Regions from separate parts of the Mus musculus genome. Here all the other regions are linked to region 3. The links are chromatin contacts, called in public ChIA-PET, Hi-C and promoter capture Hi-C maps. All regions are on one chromosome and are shown on one strand. The core of a region is the stretch at or near the end of the contact, and the rest is flanking DNA. Distances in the headings are between cores, read along the strand shown. Region 1 holds the start of Nucb1 (nucleobindin 1). Region 2 holds the start of Bcat2 (branched chain aminotransferase 2, mitochondrial). Region 3 holds the start of Ap2a1 (adaptor-related protein complex 2, alpha 1 subunit). Region 4 holds the start of Ftl1 (ferritin light polypeptide 1).

What was found. A called contact is a pair of places that touch in the nucleus more often than the background predicts. ChIA-PET counts read pairs in DNA pulled down with a chosen protein or histone mark. Capture Hi-C pulls out chosen DNA fragments and counts their contacts.
Region 1: a contact with region 3 is called in an RNA polymerase II ChIA-PET map of memory CD8 T cells, with 12 read pairs. The contact joins the promoter of Nucb1 here to the promoter of Ap2a1 in region 3. A contact is called at or near these places in 1 of 39 promoter capture datasets (cranial neural crest) and 2 of 115 datasets of contacts at active chromatin or transcription factors (memory CD8 T cells and thymic regulatory T cells).
Region 2: a Hi-C map of B cells shows a contact between it and region 3, with 10 read pairs. The contact joins the promoter of Bcat2 here to the promoter of Ap2a1 in region 3. A contact is called at or near these places in 1 of 39 promoter capture datasets (liver), 1 of 484 Hi-C or Micro-C datasets (B cells), 2 of 115 datasets of contacts at active chromatin or transcription factors (astrocytes and bone marrow-derived macrophages) and 2 of 9 other capture datasets (adipose tissue and liver).
Region 4: a promoter capture Hi-C map of adipose tissue shows a contact between it and region 3. The contact joins the promoter of Ftl1 here to the promoter of Ap2a1 in region 3. A contact is called at or near these places in 2 of 39 promoter capture datasets (maxillary cranial neural crest and pre-B cells), 3 of 115 datasets of contacts at active chromatin or transcription factors (astrocytes, bone marrow-derived dendritic cells and memory CD8 T cells) and 2 of 9 other capture datasets (adipose tissue and liver).

Annotation. Positions count from the first base shown.
Region 1 is chr7:45,508,912-45,512,049 of GRCm38.p6, forward strand. It overlaps Nucb1 (nucleobindin 1), which reads right to left and starts at 1,497. Exons shown (of 13, transcript NM_001163662.1): 1 at 1,412-1,497; 2 at 795-936. The coding sequence starts at 926. It also overlaps a transcript of Tulp2 not described here.
Region 2 is chr7:45,568,177-45,571,604 of GRCm38.p6, forward strand. It overlaps Bcat2 (branched chain aminotransferase 2, mitochondrial), which reads left to right and starts at 1,977. Exons shown (of 11, transcript NM_009737.3): 1 at 1,977-2,223. The coding sequence starts at 2,200. 0610005C13Rik (RIKEN cDNA 0610005C13 gene) reads right to left here. Exons shown (of 5, transcript NR_038166.1): 4 at 2,810-3,016; 5 at 1-203.
Region 3 is chr7:44,928,226-44,931,211 of GRCm38.p6, forward strand. Ap2a1 (adaptor-related protein complex 2, alpha 1 subunit) reads right to left here and starts at 1,265. Exons shown (of 24, transcript NM_007458.2): 1 at 1,055-1,265. The coding sequence starts at 1,121. It also overlaps a transcript of Tsks not described here.
Region 4 is chr7:45,457,817-45,461,272 of GRCm38.p6, forward strand. It overlaps Ftl1 (ferritin light polypeptide 1), which reads right to left and starts at 2,070. Exons shown (of 4, transcript NM_010240.2): 1 at 1,714-2,070; 2 at 1,268-1,414; 3 at 719-844; 4 at 128-467. The coding sequence starts at 1,815. The coding sequence ends at 291.

The DNA of each region.
Region 1 (3,138 bases), core at 247-2,746, 580 kb after region 3:
TCCGCAGAACCCCATCTGGATACATAGCTGCTTAACGACCCATAGTGCTCAACGTCTCTACTTTTCCCATGTCTCAAACAGCCTGGTTTTCTCTTCCATCTCCCTCCTGGAACCTGCAAAAACTTACAACTTGTCTGCTCTATTATTTTCCTCTGATACAATGGTTTTCAGGCTTCAAGATTTCACAGAGTTGAGTACTAACGCCTGGCAGGAGGCCTCGCTACACAGGAGCTGGGAACAACCTGTCTCAGGAGGTAACAACAGCTTGTATTGCTAGGGAGAGCTACAGGAAGAACCAGGCCATAAATCAGGGACCTGGAGTTTGAAAGTTTGGACTCTCTGGGAGCAAAGATTTCACAGAGCTCAATAATACTGGCATGAGTAAACCAGCAGTTCCCGTGTCCTTTTCCCACTTAAACTACACTGCTCGTGAGCTCCGTGAAGCAAGAATGCCCTGCTAGGTGGTAGCATCCAGCTGCTGACGGTGCTACTGGGAAATGTGGTTTTCAGGTTTTCTTCATTCCTTGTTAAAGAGGGTCTTAACGATCAGAGGGGAAAGTTTAGATGAGGGTGTGACACAGGTTTTCATTTGGGATCTGTCTTGATTTCCACATCTCAAAGGTCACTGCCCCCAGGTCTGCTTGCAAGTCTCACACACTCACTATGGCAAAGGAAGGCGGGTAAACGACACGCCTCAGCGTATCAAACAGGGGATCCCTTGGAGTTTTCTCCAGGGCCCTGGGGATGGCAAGCACCACTGCAAAGACGCCAGCGACCAGGGCAGGGCTACTCACCGGGGTCTCAGTGGCCTGGCTGTCCTCCTGAGGAGGTGCTGCGCGGTCCACGGGCACTGCCAGCACAGCAGACAGCATCAGTAGAGGTGGTAGGAGAAGAAAAGGGGCCCCGCGGGGCACCGAGGTAGGCATCGTGGCTGGTCTGTGAGGAGAGATGGAGAATGAGGTTTTTTTCTTGTTTTGCTACGGTTTTCTGAGCTGTGTATTAAGTAGCCTAAGTTGGCCTTGAATTCCTGACCCTCCTGACTCTCCCTTCCAAGCGCTGGAATTACAGGCGTGTAGTACTATCCCTGGCTAAGGATGTCCCAACCCCGTATCCGGTTGGGGAAGCGAGTGTGCACGCCACCCGATTTGCAAAAATGAAGACTCCAAGCGTTTAGTCACCTGGAACCCAGGATGCCAGGCCTCTAACAACCCCGGACGCCAGGCCTCCAGCCTCCCTTTCCTGGAGCGCAATCCGCAGACCCTCATTCCGGCTCCCTGAGTAGGGGAATCCTCCCCCGAACCGTGATTCCAGGCCCCTAACCTCCCCTTCTGCCGGGACCGCCGAGGCCTGACACTGGACAAGTATCACGCGCTCCAGCCCCTCTTGCCCACGGCTTCTGAACCCCCCTCACCTCTCCAGTGCTGAGGGCGTTTTTTAAGGCCAGCAACCTCCGCCAGGTTTCTGGCGATTTCTCTCCTAAGTCACGCCCACTTTTCCACCCGCAGAGAGCCCGCCCCCAGAATACTGATTGGTCCACGCTGACTCTGAGCTTCCGCCCGCGTTAACGGCCCCGCCCCTTTCCGATGAGGTTTCCTTATCTTTGAAAATCTTTCCGGTTTTCTTGGACGCTCACAGTCTTCAACGCAACATTTCCTGCGTCCGTTTTCAAGTAAAACTCAAAGCCCTGCATGCCCAGGGATTGGGGGAGGGGGTGAGACAGGACAACTTTTGCGGACATCTTGCCGCGGTGTCTCTTGGGAGTTGTAGTTTTCTCGTTTAATTTCGCTCCACAAGTTCCTGCAAGTGTTAGGAAACTACATAGCATATGATCATTATTTTTTAAACAGAGTCTCACTGCATATCCCTAGATGGAGCTCTGTGTAAACCAGGATGGCCTAGAGGTCACAGAGATCCTTGTGCTGAGAATAAAAGTAGGTAATACACACAAATGAAAGTGAAGAAGCTGCGAATACCTGATTCTGTCTCCTAGTTTTCCACTTGCAATCATATACTTAGGTACCTTTAAAAAAAAAAATCTTTGAAGGTAACTTTTTTGTTTGTTTGTTTTTCTTTTTTTTAAGTTAAAAAAAAAAAGATTTATTTATATGTGAGTACACTGTCTTCAGACACACCAGAAGAGGGCAACTAATCCCATTACAAATGGTTGTGAGCCATCATGTGGTTGCTGGGAATTGAACTCAGGTCCTCTGGAGGAGCAGTCACAGCTCTTAACCGCTGAGCCATCTCATCAGTCCTGAGGGTAATTTAAAAAAAAAAAAAAAAGATTTATTTGCTTATTTTACATATACAAGTACACTATAGCTGTCTTCAGACACATCAGAAGAGAGCATCAGATCCCATTACAGGCAGTCGTGGCCACTATGTGGTTGCTGGAAATTGAACTCAGGACTGCTAGTAGAGCAATGAGTGCTCTTAACCACTGAGCCATCTCACCAGCCCCTACTTTGGTATCTTTTGACTCCATGGAAAAGATATCTGTCTTAGTCACGCAGCCTCTTTGTGATTTCAGAAAACACTTCCCAGAAGATGTCACCTCAATGGTGCTGGTCTCTTCTTAATCACAGATAACTTTTTAGCTCCAGCTAACAAGCATCAATAGTCCCAGTAATGCAAAGTTTTCGCTTTAGTAGTTCTGGTATCTTGTTAATCACAGCTGATTCTTCAGCCCCAGCTAACCAGAACCACAGAAGCTTCACAATCAAAATAGCAGTGGCCCTGATAAGAGTCTTTAATTTTCCCTCTGAAATTTCACAAGCCAGGCCTCCATCTTCTGCACTATTCTCAACATTATCTTCCAAGCTCCTACACAACATCTCACAGAGCTCTTAACACTGAATGGATCTTCTGGCCCAAAGTTCCAAAGTCCTTCCACAGTCTTTTCCAAAACATGGTCAGGTTGTCACAGGAATACCCCACTCCTGGTACCAATTTGTCTTAGTCAGAGTTTCTATTCCTGGACAAAACATCATGACCAAGAAGCAAGTTGGGGAGGAAAGGGTTTATTCAGCTTACACTTTCCACATTGCTGTTGATCACCAAAGGATGTCAAGACTGGAACTCAAACAGGTCAGGGAGCAGGAGCTGATGCAGAGGCCATGGAGGGATGTTACTTACTGG
Region 2 (3,428 bases), core at 727-3,226, 640 kb after region 3:
TTTGGAGCTGAAGGACACCGCGGGGGTGTGCTGGGGGAGGAACAGGCTCTGGACACTCCCCAGGTTGGGCACGGGGCGCCCCAGCTTCCGCACACCCTAGGTAAGGGGTGGAACTGCAAAATCGCTGTGGATTGGCCAAGGCAGAGGTGTGCGGCAATCGCTGATTGGTCGCGGCGGGGGCGTTTACTGTTGTGCGTTCCGCCCTGCAGTTTGAATCAGTAAGGGAGGAGGTCAGGTTTAGAAATGGAGAGTGGGAGGTGGGGGCGGGGTGAGCAATGTCTGCGGGGGAGCGTGTGTGGTGTGGTTTGGTTACTGTGCCCTGGGCAGTTTAAAGAACAGTGATCCGGTGTTGGGATTTGGGAGCAGTTGTGGCTGTAGAGCCTGAGAACATTCTGCAGAATTATAGAGACTCAGCAGAAGCTTCTTGTGTGTGTGTGTGTGTGTGTGTGTGTTCTGGCACCGATTGTCTAACTACCTCTGAAGCCTTAAAGGTGGAGAGCTAAGGATGAAGGGGTGTGGTTTGAAGCTGTAGGCTGATGTGAGGTCCTGTAATGATTTGAAGTATGAAATTTTTTTGAGCTTCTTAGGAAACTTGAAGGAGGCACAATGAACCATGGACCTGAGAACACATACACACCCCCCTCTGTGTGTGTACTCAAGCACTTATCTCAGAATTACAATGAACATGTTATCTCCTTGTGCAGAGTGAGGCGTCTTAGCTTCTAGCCATCATCTTTCTCCAAAGTCCTATTTCTTTTTGTCTCATTTGAGACAAGAGTTTAGCTTTCTCACTTAGGGTGCTTTTTTATTTGCAACAAACCTCCTGCCTCAGCTAGGCCTGGCTTAAAGTACACTTTCTCTGATCCACTGGCATTTACAGTGAACTGTTTCTTTTTTTTTTTTTTTTTTGGTTTTTTGAGACAGGGTTTCTCTGTGTAGCCCTGGCTGGCCTGGAACTCACTCTGTAGACAGAGTTGGCCTCGAACTCAAAATTCACCTGCCTCTGCCTCCCAAGTGCTAGGATTAAAGGCATGCGCCACCACACCCGGCTGCGCTGTTCCTTTTTATCAAAGCCGTCTGGCCCGCTTTGCCACTGATGATAGTTCCTGTGAATGTGCATTGTTGTTCTTGCTTTATTTTTAGAAAAGCGTTTTATAGCAAGCAGTGGTGGCACACCTTTAATTTCAGCTTTGGAGGCAGAGGCAGGAGGATCTCTGTAAGTCTGAGGACAACCTGGTTTACTTACCGAGCTAGTTCTAGGACAACCTGGGCTACACAGAGAAACACTGTCTCTAGATAGATAGATAGATAGATAGATAGATAGAAGAAAGAAAAAATGTTTTAAACTTTTTGTGTATGTGTATTGCCTGCACATATGTTAGTGTATCATGTGCATGCCGGTGCCTGTGGAACTCGGAAGAGGGCACAGAATCCCTTGGAACTGGAGTTACAGGCACTTATGAGCTATGTGGGTGCTAGGAACCAAGCCCGGTCCTCTCTAAGAGCAGCCCAGTACTTTTAACTGTTGCGCCCTCTTTCCAACCTCTTTTTTTTGTTTGTTTGTTTTTCGAGACAGGGTTTCTCTGTGTAGCCCTGGCTGTCCTGGAACTCACTTTGTAGACCAGGCTGGCCTCGAACTCAGAAATCCTCCTGCCTCTGCCTCGAGTGCTGGGAGGCAGTGTTTTAAGGCAGGGTCTTACCAGATAGCCCTGGCTGGCTTGGAACTAATTAGGTGGCTCAGAATGGTTTTGGACTCACAGAGATCCTTCCACCTGTCTCCCAAACGCTGAGCTTAAGACGTGTGCCACCATGCTCGGCGACATATACAAAATTTAGAGGTCTGGATCTGTTCCCAGGGGTTAGAGCGCTTCCCAAACATTCACGAGCCCACGGATTCCATACTCAGATGCCAAACAAAAGCCAAAGTAAATGCCTAGCTGGGAGTGAGTGTGGCTGTGGTAGAGCAGGGTAGGGTGGAGGCGAGGAGGGAGAGAGTGCGGCAGGTCGGGACCGTTCCCGCGCAGGATCTTCACAGCAGAGCCTGGGTCCCTGTGGTCCCAGAACTAAGGACGGCCTGGCAGAAGTGAGGCTCGACACAGCAGCCATCTGCGGGAGGGGGCGTGAGCAGGGCGGGGCCCGAATGCCTTTCACCAGGCCGCGCCCCAGGCGGGCACAGTCACCAGCCGCACACACCGGATCATGGCTGCAGCCACACTAGGACAGGTGGGTGCGTGGCCGGCCGGCGCTGGGGGCTCTGGGGGACCTGATGCGGGGGGGGCGCACTTCCGGGTGGACCACTGGCGCGCAGCCTTTCCGGCTTGGCGTCATTCCTCTGTGCCTCGGGTTCCGCTGCCCAGCACGGAGGCGGATGGACCCCCCCTTGGGAAGAAAGACGGGGCTATAACGGGCGGGCGGCAGAATGGGTAGACAGGAGTGGGGCGCGAGAGGTGCCTGAACCGGGAGCTCGGACGTGGGGAGCCATGGAGGAGGACTATAATGGGAGAAGTACAGGGTGGGGTGGATGCGGGGAAGTTGTGGCTGGGGCATGCAGCCTGTGTGTGTTAAGGACCAGTTGCTCTTGGGTTCCTTTAGACAAGGGGCCCAGGACCTCTTGGGACTTAGTGTATGGCTTGGCGCAGGGTCTTGGGTGGGAATTGAACCCAAGATCTTATTTCTTGGAACAAAAAGCACATGTCGATGTGTGCAGTGTCTGAGGCTCTCTGTACCTGGTTTTGTAATCCCAGTCAAGTTTCTGTCTGTCAAAATGATAAAAGATCCTCCAGACCAGAAGACTTCAGTCAGTGCTTACCGATGGTGTCAAGCGGTGTCATAGATGGAGAATCTATGATATTTCGTTTGTTTGTTTGTCTTTTCGAGGTAGGGTTTCACTGCATACTCCCAGCTGTCCCGTTGCTCTGTAGACCACCAGGTTGGCCTCGAACTCTGCCCGCCTCTGCCTTCTGAGTCCTAGAATTAAAGTCCTGGGCCACCACTGCTGAGCTTGAGAGTCTGTGATCTTAAGAGAACGTGATAAATAAGTGTGGAAACAGCTGGCCATAACCTTGGGGGAAAGCGTTTGCTGTTAGCTCCCACCTGCTTATCAGAAGTTCTCGCTCCAGGCTGGCGAATTCCTGAACAAACCTTTAAGTCCCCCAGTTCTTAGTGACAGACAGAAATGTTCTATGCAGATGGTCTTGGGATATGACGGGGACAAGAATCTAGGCTCTGACTGTGTGGTGGCCTTGGATGGATACAGCATTGCCATACTGGACCAATCTCTAATTCTAATGGGACAGAACTGGGTTCTGAAGACAGTTTTACCCTGTAATGGAGACACTTTGAACATGAGCCTGCTCAGAGCTATGAGTATCTAGTGGTGAGTGTCCACAAAGTGAAATTTTGGAGTATAGAGGAACCTGCTGGCTGGG
Region 3 (2,986 bases), core at 15-2,514:
AGGCCTGCCTTGTTCCCTTCCTCAGGGTACAAACTTCCCCTCCCCCAGCTTGATAGAGCTCTTCTCACAGAGCATTAAGATACCTTGCTTCCATCATAAACACTCACTCTGTGATACCTTCCCAGAGCCTGCTGGTATCTTAGGTTCCCCAAGACTTTATACTATAGTCCCTTATTTTTTACATGTAGCCTCTTCAATGCTGTCCTTGTTTGGGGGTGGGGGATTAGGGGGACGTTAGCTGTTTCAGACAGGGTCTCTCTGTGTAACCCTGGCTGTCATGGACTCACAGAGATCATCAGCCTACCTGTGTCTCAGAGGTAGTAGGATTAAAGGCCTGCACAAGTACACCTGGTGCCTTCCATGTCTTTTACACAATCTTCCATGTAGAGTCTTTTCATACATCATCCTCTGGTCCTCTGTCCCTTACCTCTTCATCTCTGGTCCTTCTGCTGTCCCCCCAACCTTATCATCTCTAGTTTCTCTGCTATGTCCTCACCTTATCATCTGGGGGCCCTATGGTGTTGTTCCTACCCTATCATCTCTGCTTCCTCTGCAGTTTCCCCACTTCCATCACTGATCCCTCTGCTGTCCCCCACCTTATCTTCTCTATCCTTCTGCTGTCACCCCATTTCTATTTCTGATTCCTCTGGTATCTCCCCACTTCATCATCTCTGGTTACCCTGATCCCCCCCCCCCCCCACACACACACACACACTTTATCATCTCGAGTCCCTCTGCTGTCTTCCCACTTTATTATATCTGGTCTTTCTGCTGTCCCCAATTATATCATCTCTGGTTCCTGGGCAGTTCCCCAACTTCTGGCCCCTGGCCCTAGGTGGTTGCCCGCCTCCCATCTCTTCTGCGTCCCTGATTTCCTCCATCTAGGCTCGAGATGGCACTGAATGACCTACCTAACCCGTTGCCCTATTCCCTCCACCTCCTCCCGCCACGTCCGCCCGCGCCATCCTGGTCCTTCCCGGGAGGACACCCCCGCGCTTCCCTGCTCCCTCCGCCCGGTCGCCGCGTGACCCCCGGGCCCCGGTCATGAGCTCACAGTTCCGGATGTCGGAGATGAACACGGCGAGCCCACGCATGCCATCGCCTTTGGATACAGCCGGCATGATGGCGGAGGGCTCGGCTCCAAGCCTGGCCGAACGGGCGCGGGGCTGGCTGGCGGCACCGGGCGGAAAGGACCCCAGACGGCGCCGAGGAGCCGGCCGGGGGAGGGCGGGCTAGCGGCGGGCTGGCTGCAGGCCGACGCCCCGCCTCAGACCCGCCCCTACGGATTGTCATCCGGGAACGTACGCCACTTGTTAGCTGAGAGCCCTGCCGCTCACAATAGAACGCCCGCCCTCCTCTCTCTCTGATTGGCTAAATAGTAAAGACACCAGGTGATGATTGGTGCAGTACCGGGCTATTTCCGTTCGGAGCAGGGAGGCAGGGGGCGTTGCCCTAGAGACGGGGGAGTTCGATGACACACTCTGGGACCGCCCCCTGAACGGCCGAGACCAACGCTAATTGGATGGACTACCAGCTCCGCGCCAGTAGGGCGGGATGTAAGAGGCCGAAGGAGGCGGAACTTCGGGAAAAGAAGACCAATGGGTGAGGAGATTGCTCTTCGCAAGGCTCTGCCGATTCGCCGGAAGCGTCATACTTCCGCCCTCGAAGGGGCGGTTGTGGGGGGCGGGCAAAAGGGCGACGATCCGTAGAGAAGGAAGGAGAAAGAAGCCCTGTCAGTTAGCTGAACTGCGATAGGTGGAGCGATGCCTGCAATTCCCTGCTGCAGAGAGGGGCTGGGCGAGGCGGTAGACCGTGAGGTGTCCACTACGCAGGCGCCTCCCTCTTCCCAGTCGGTCTCCACTCCCGAGCCCCGGCCTCGGGAGCATTCCCTTCCCTAAAAACAACGCCTGGAAATTTGACTTGTCTGCAAACCTCTTATCCATGAGAGGAGGGACTGCCGGTTAAGGATTGTTACCATAGACACTGAGGTCCAAAGAGATTGAGTGGCTTCCCCAAGACTACAGCTCAAAAATGGAAAACTGGGATTACTATTTTGGTTTTTAAACATTTTTCAATATAGGTTACTCTTTTTTCCTCCCTAAACCCCAGTACCGAAGACAATCTGCCTATAATGGTCATAAGATCAAAATTGCTTCCTCCATCAGTTCTGGAGAACCACTCAAGGAAAAGCCAGTTAAAGCCACAGCTGAGGACTGGGTCAGTTTGTTTTGCTTCCGACTCCCTAGGTTCTATGGTTCACTAGTTGCAGGGAAGTCAAAGCCCCCAGAACACCAATGCCCGGGGTTATTGAGAAATTTGGGGCAAAGGGACTTGGGAGAGTCCATGTCTATTATCCCCATGAACAAAACGGCACCCCTGACAGGCTTTTCTAATTTGACACCCCCAGAATGGGTCTAGAAGGTAGTTATGTCCTGGGACCTAGGAAGAGGCAGCACTGAGTCCTTGTGAATAGAAGGTAGTGTTCTGTGAGTTTGAGGCCAGCCTGATCTATGTAAACAGCTCCAGGATAGCCAGGACTACATGGAGAGTCCCTGTCTCAAAAACAGAAAAGGTTAAGGATGTAACGTTTAATCCCCCAGTGAGAGAATGGGTGTATGTGTGGCTCAGAGGTAGAGCCTCTGCCTAGAACTCCCCAGTGAGGGGCTGGGGTGTGGCTCAGATATAAACCTCCTGCCTTGAATCCCCCAGTGAGGGACTGAGTCCTGTTTCAGTGGACGAGTACTTGACTATTACATCCAAATGCTGAGTTCAATCCTCAGCACTGGAAAAAAAAAAAAGTCACAAAATCAGATGTCTATTTCCTAAAGAGTTTCTAAGTATTAGAGACTTCATAAAATACTTAAGGATACAGCTTGCAAGAGATGTTTGGACTAATCGTCCTAGGAGGGATGTGAAGAGGAGACATAAAATGTAGCAAGAATATATACAAAGTCTGTCTCCAATTAGCCTATCTTCCTATTCGCTG
Region 4 (3,456 bases), core at 820-3,319, 530 kb after region 3:
GGCAGATACTACCACACAGAGATCGCTGTAAGTTATCACATGTGGGTTCCCACAAAAAACAGGAGTACATACAGCCAACCTCTTCTTTCTCGTGCACCCCTCCCACATATATAGAAAAAACACCAGCTGCTGTCTCAAAAAGCTTTATTTTTACTTGGTCCAAGACTTGACAGAGGCTCCAGGGCGGTTACAAAGCTGCCTAGTGGCTTGAGAGGTTCATTCAGGTGGAGGTCCCAGGGCGGGCTGGTGCAGAGCAGAGGGGGGAGCCCCTTGGAAGGTACAGAGGCCTCCTAGTCGTGCTTGAGAGTGAGGCGCTCAAAGAGATACTCGCCCAGAGACCCCTGGGGCGCGCCAGTCTGCGCTGGTTGTGGCCCCGCCACCCTGCGGAGGTTGGTCAGATGGTTGCCCATCTTCTTGATGAGTTTCACCTCCTTATCCAGATAGTGGCTTTCCAGGAAGTCACAGAGCTGTAAAGGAAGGAAGAGACATCAGACACCGAGTTCTAAGAGACAGGTGTGAGCAGGAAGCTTTAAAAAAAAAAAATCCTGCCCTCAAGGGCAGGTAGGTAGGTAGGTAGGTGTGTCCTCAGTACTGTGTGTGGTGCTTCTGCAATCTGCACTCGGGAGGCAGGAGGATTAAATTATTGGGAGCTGAAAGCCAACACACAACAGTCTAGGTTTTGTCAGAGAAGGGAAGAAATGATTAGCAAGGTACTTACATGAGGGTCCGCGCGGGCAGAACCCAGGGCATGCAGATCCAAGAGGGCCTGATTCAGGTTCTTCTCCATGGCCAAGGCAGCTTCCATGGCCTCCTGGGTTTTACCCCATTCATCTTGAGATGGCTTCTGCACACAAGAATATCAAGCCTAGATTACATCCTTCACCCAGCCAATATAAAACTGACTGCACAGGAAAAGTGGGCACAGTGGGGAAAAATAATGGGATACTGTCTTTAATCCCACCACTGAGAGACTGGGCGAGAAGACAGGAGGATCTCTTGATAGGAGGCAACCTGGTCTACATTGTGATTTCCATGCTAGCTAGAGAGACACCGCCTCTCCCCAGCCCAGCAGTCCTCATCTGTATTCTGTAATTACCCCCATTTTCCAGTTTCTGACATCCTGGTGGGTTTAGTTGCTCTACATACTCCTATTGTCTACACTAGTCCTGCCACCACTCCCTTCCAAGACGTCTATCCGGATGCCCAAACTATGGGGATGGCAAGTAAACGCACATGCTCGGTAGTGCCCAATACCCCCGCTTCTTACCTGCACATCCTGGAAGAGTGCACGGCCCCCGCGATCGTTCTGAAACTCGAGGAGACGCTCCGCGCCCTCGCGCTTCTCCTCGGCCAATTCGCGGAAGAAGTGGCCTACGCCCTCCAGAGCCACGTCATCCCGATCAAAAAAGAAGCCCTGCGGGAGGTTACAAATACGAGTTAACGGAACGCGGTGGCTCGGCTCACACTGTAAACTTCAATCGCAACACTCAAGAGGTAGAGGCAGTACGTGTGAGATTTCGAGGGCAGCCCGGTCTGCCCAGCGAGTTCCAGTCAGACAAAACTACTATGTACACAGCGCGCAGGGAGAGGGAGAGGTCGGAGCACAGTCTCTGCCCTGCATGGAACAAAGAAGGCCCGCGCATGCGCAGGAGGGTGGGTGTGATGGACCCCCCCCCCCCCCCCCCGTTCAGAAGGCAACCCCGAGCTGCTCACCAGAGAGAGGTAGGTGTAGGAGGCCCGCAGGTGCAAGTTGACCAGGCGGTTCACGGCAGCTTCCACCTCGGTGGAATAATTCTGACGAATCTGAGAGGTCATGGCTGATCCGGAGTAGGAGCTAACCGCGAAGAGACGGTGCAGACTGGTCCTAGGAGCTGAAGGCAGCGAGGAGATGGTCCCGGAGGCTGCGACTGGAGAGACTTGTAAAGGCGGCTGGAAGCGAGTACAGTGGGAATCCCCGGGTCTGTTCCGTTCAAACACTGTTGAAGCAAGACACAGATCCACGGGACCTCCAAGGCGCTGCTCTAAGTCCCGGGCAAGGAGCGCTCCTTTTATAGCATGTTGACCCTCCGGAGGGAGGGGTGCCCCAGGCCCGAGACTAACCAATCGGCGGTGGCGTGAGGCGGAGACGGAAAAGTATACTTGACCAATCCGGAGCTGAGGGGAACCTCGCTCCCCACCCACCCAGTCCCATGAGATGAAGTCACGGGACTGGAGCGCGAGGCCTTGTGAAATGGAGGCTTGGGGGAGGGGCGGTGGTCCGGATCCGGAGGCGCAACCTGGAGGGGTCGCAGGGTTCTGGGCTCCGGGTCACTGAGACCCTGGGGAGGGGATGACTTCGAGGTCCTTTTCTGGGTGTCTCACAAAAGAGAATTTTGGGGCCTGAGAACATGGATCTGGGGATGGGCTGAGTGTGGGGTAATGTCTGTAAATGCAAAGGGAACCTCCATATGTCCAATTGCACACAATGAAGGGATATGTCACGTCATGAGGAAGTCTGGTATTCCAAAGATTCTAGAGATCTCCTTGAGGGAATGGAAGGGATGCCCAGAAGTATAGGGTTTTAGGTTCACCATAGGAACTAAGATTGTTTGCTTGTTTTTCTGTTTTCTGTAACCCAGGAGGTCGTGAAGCCCTTTGAGGGCTTGGAGTGGGCAGAGAGCCTTGGGTTACCGTGTGTGCACCTCCCTCGGGTGCTCTGGAAGGTGACATGTGGAGGCCCAGACAGGACTTTGGAGTTCTGGTCAGCCTGTCTGTCTGGGTCTGTGTCAGTGAACCTGTCTTTCTAGAAACAGACACGCATGATGGCGCTTGGAGAATTGCTGGGCTCCTTCCTGGAGTTTGGTCCAGAAGCCTCCTTGCAGGTTGCTCTTTTGGAATCAAAAGGCCCGAGAGTTAGGGAGAGCAAGAACTCAGGACCCAGAAACAGACAGTCAGTCTTACGCAGAACAGTTGGGGCATGCAAGGCCCAACTGGACTTTTGAGGACAGGACGGGCTCATACCAGGGTCTAATCTCAGAAGCCTGGGAAGAGAGCAAAGGGAAACGAGCCCAATCATGAAAAGGGGCTAAAGGAAGAAACAGTAAGATGGGTCAAGGGAGCCACGCGGAGCAGGAAGAATGTGCTGCTGAGGCCCTTAGTGGAAGGGGTAGCAAGGCCAGTTCTGCTGAGTCACGCTGAGCTCAGCTAGGCAGTGGGGCGGGCGGCAGGCCACACCCGGGCTGACAGCCAGAAGTCCCCCGGCTAAGGGGCTTGTGGTCTGTTTTCCCTGTGTGGTCAGGCAGCTGTACGGCTCTGGAGTGGCTAGCCTACACGTATCTTTCTCCTGACTTGACGTCTGCGGTGGTCTGTTGATTTGGGGGTCAGAGTTACTCATTAACCACAGTGCTCCAGAACCTGACCTCTGGCCTTCAACCCGACAGGCCTGGACAAGGCTGTAAAGGTGGAAAAAGATAAAAC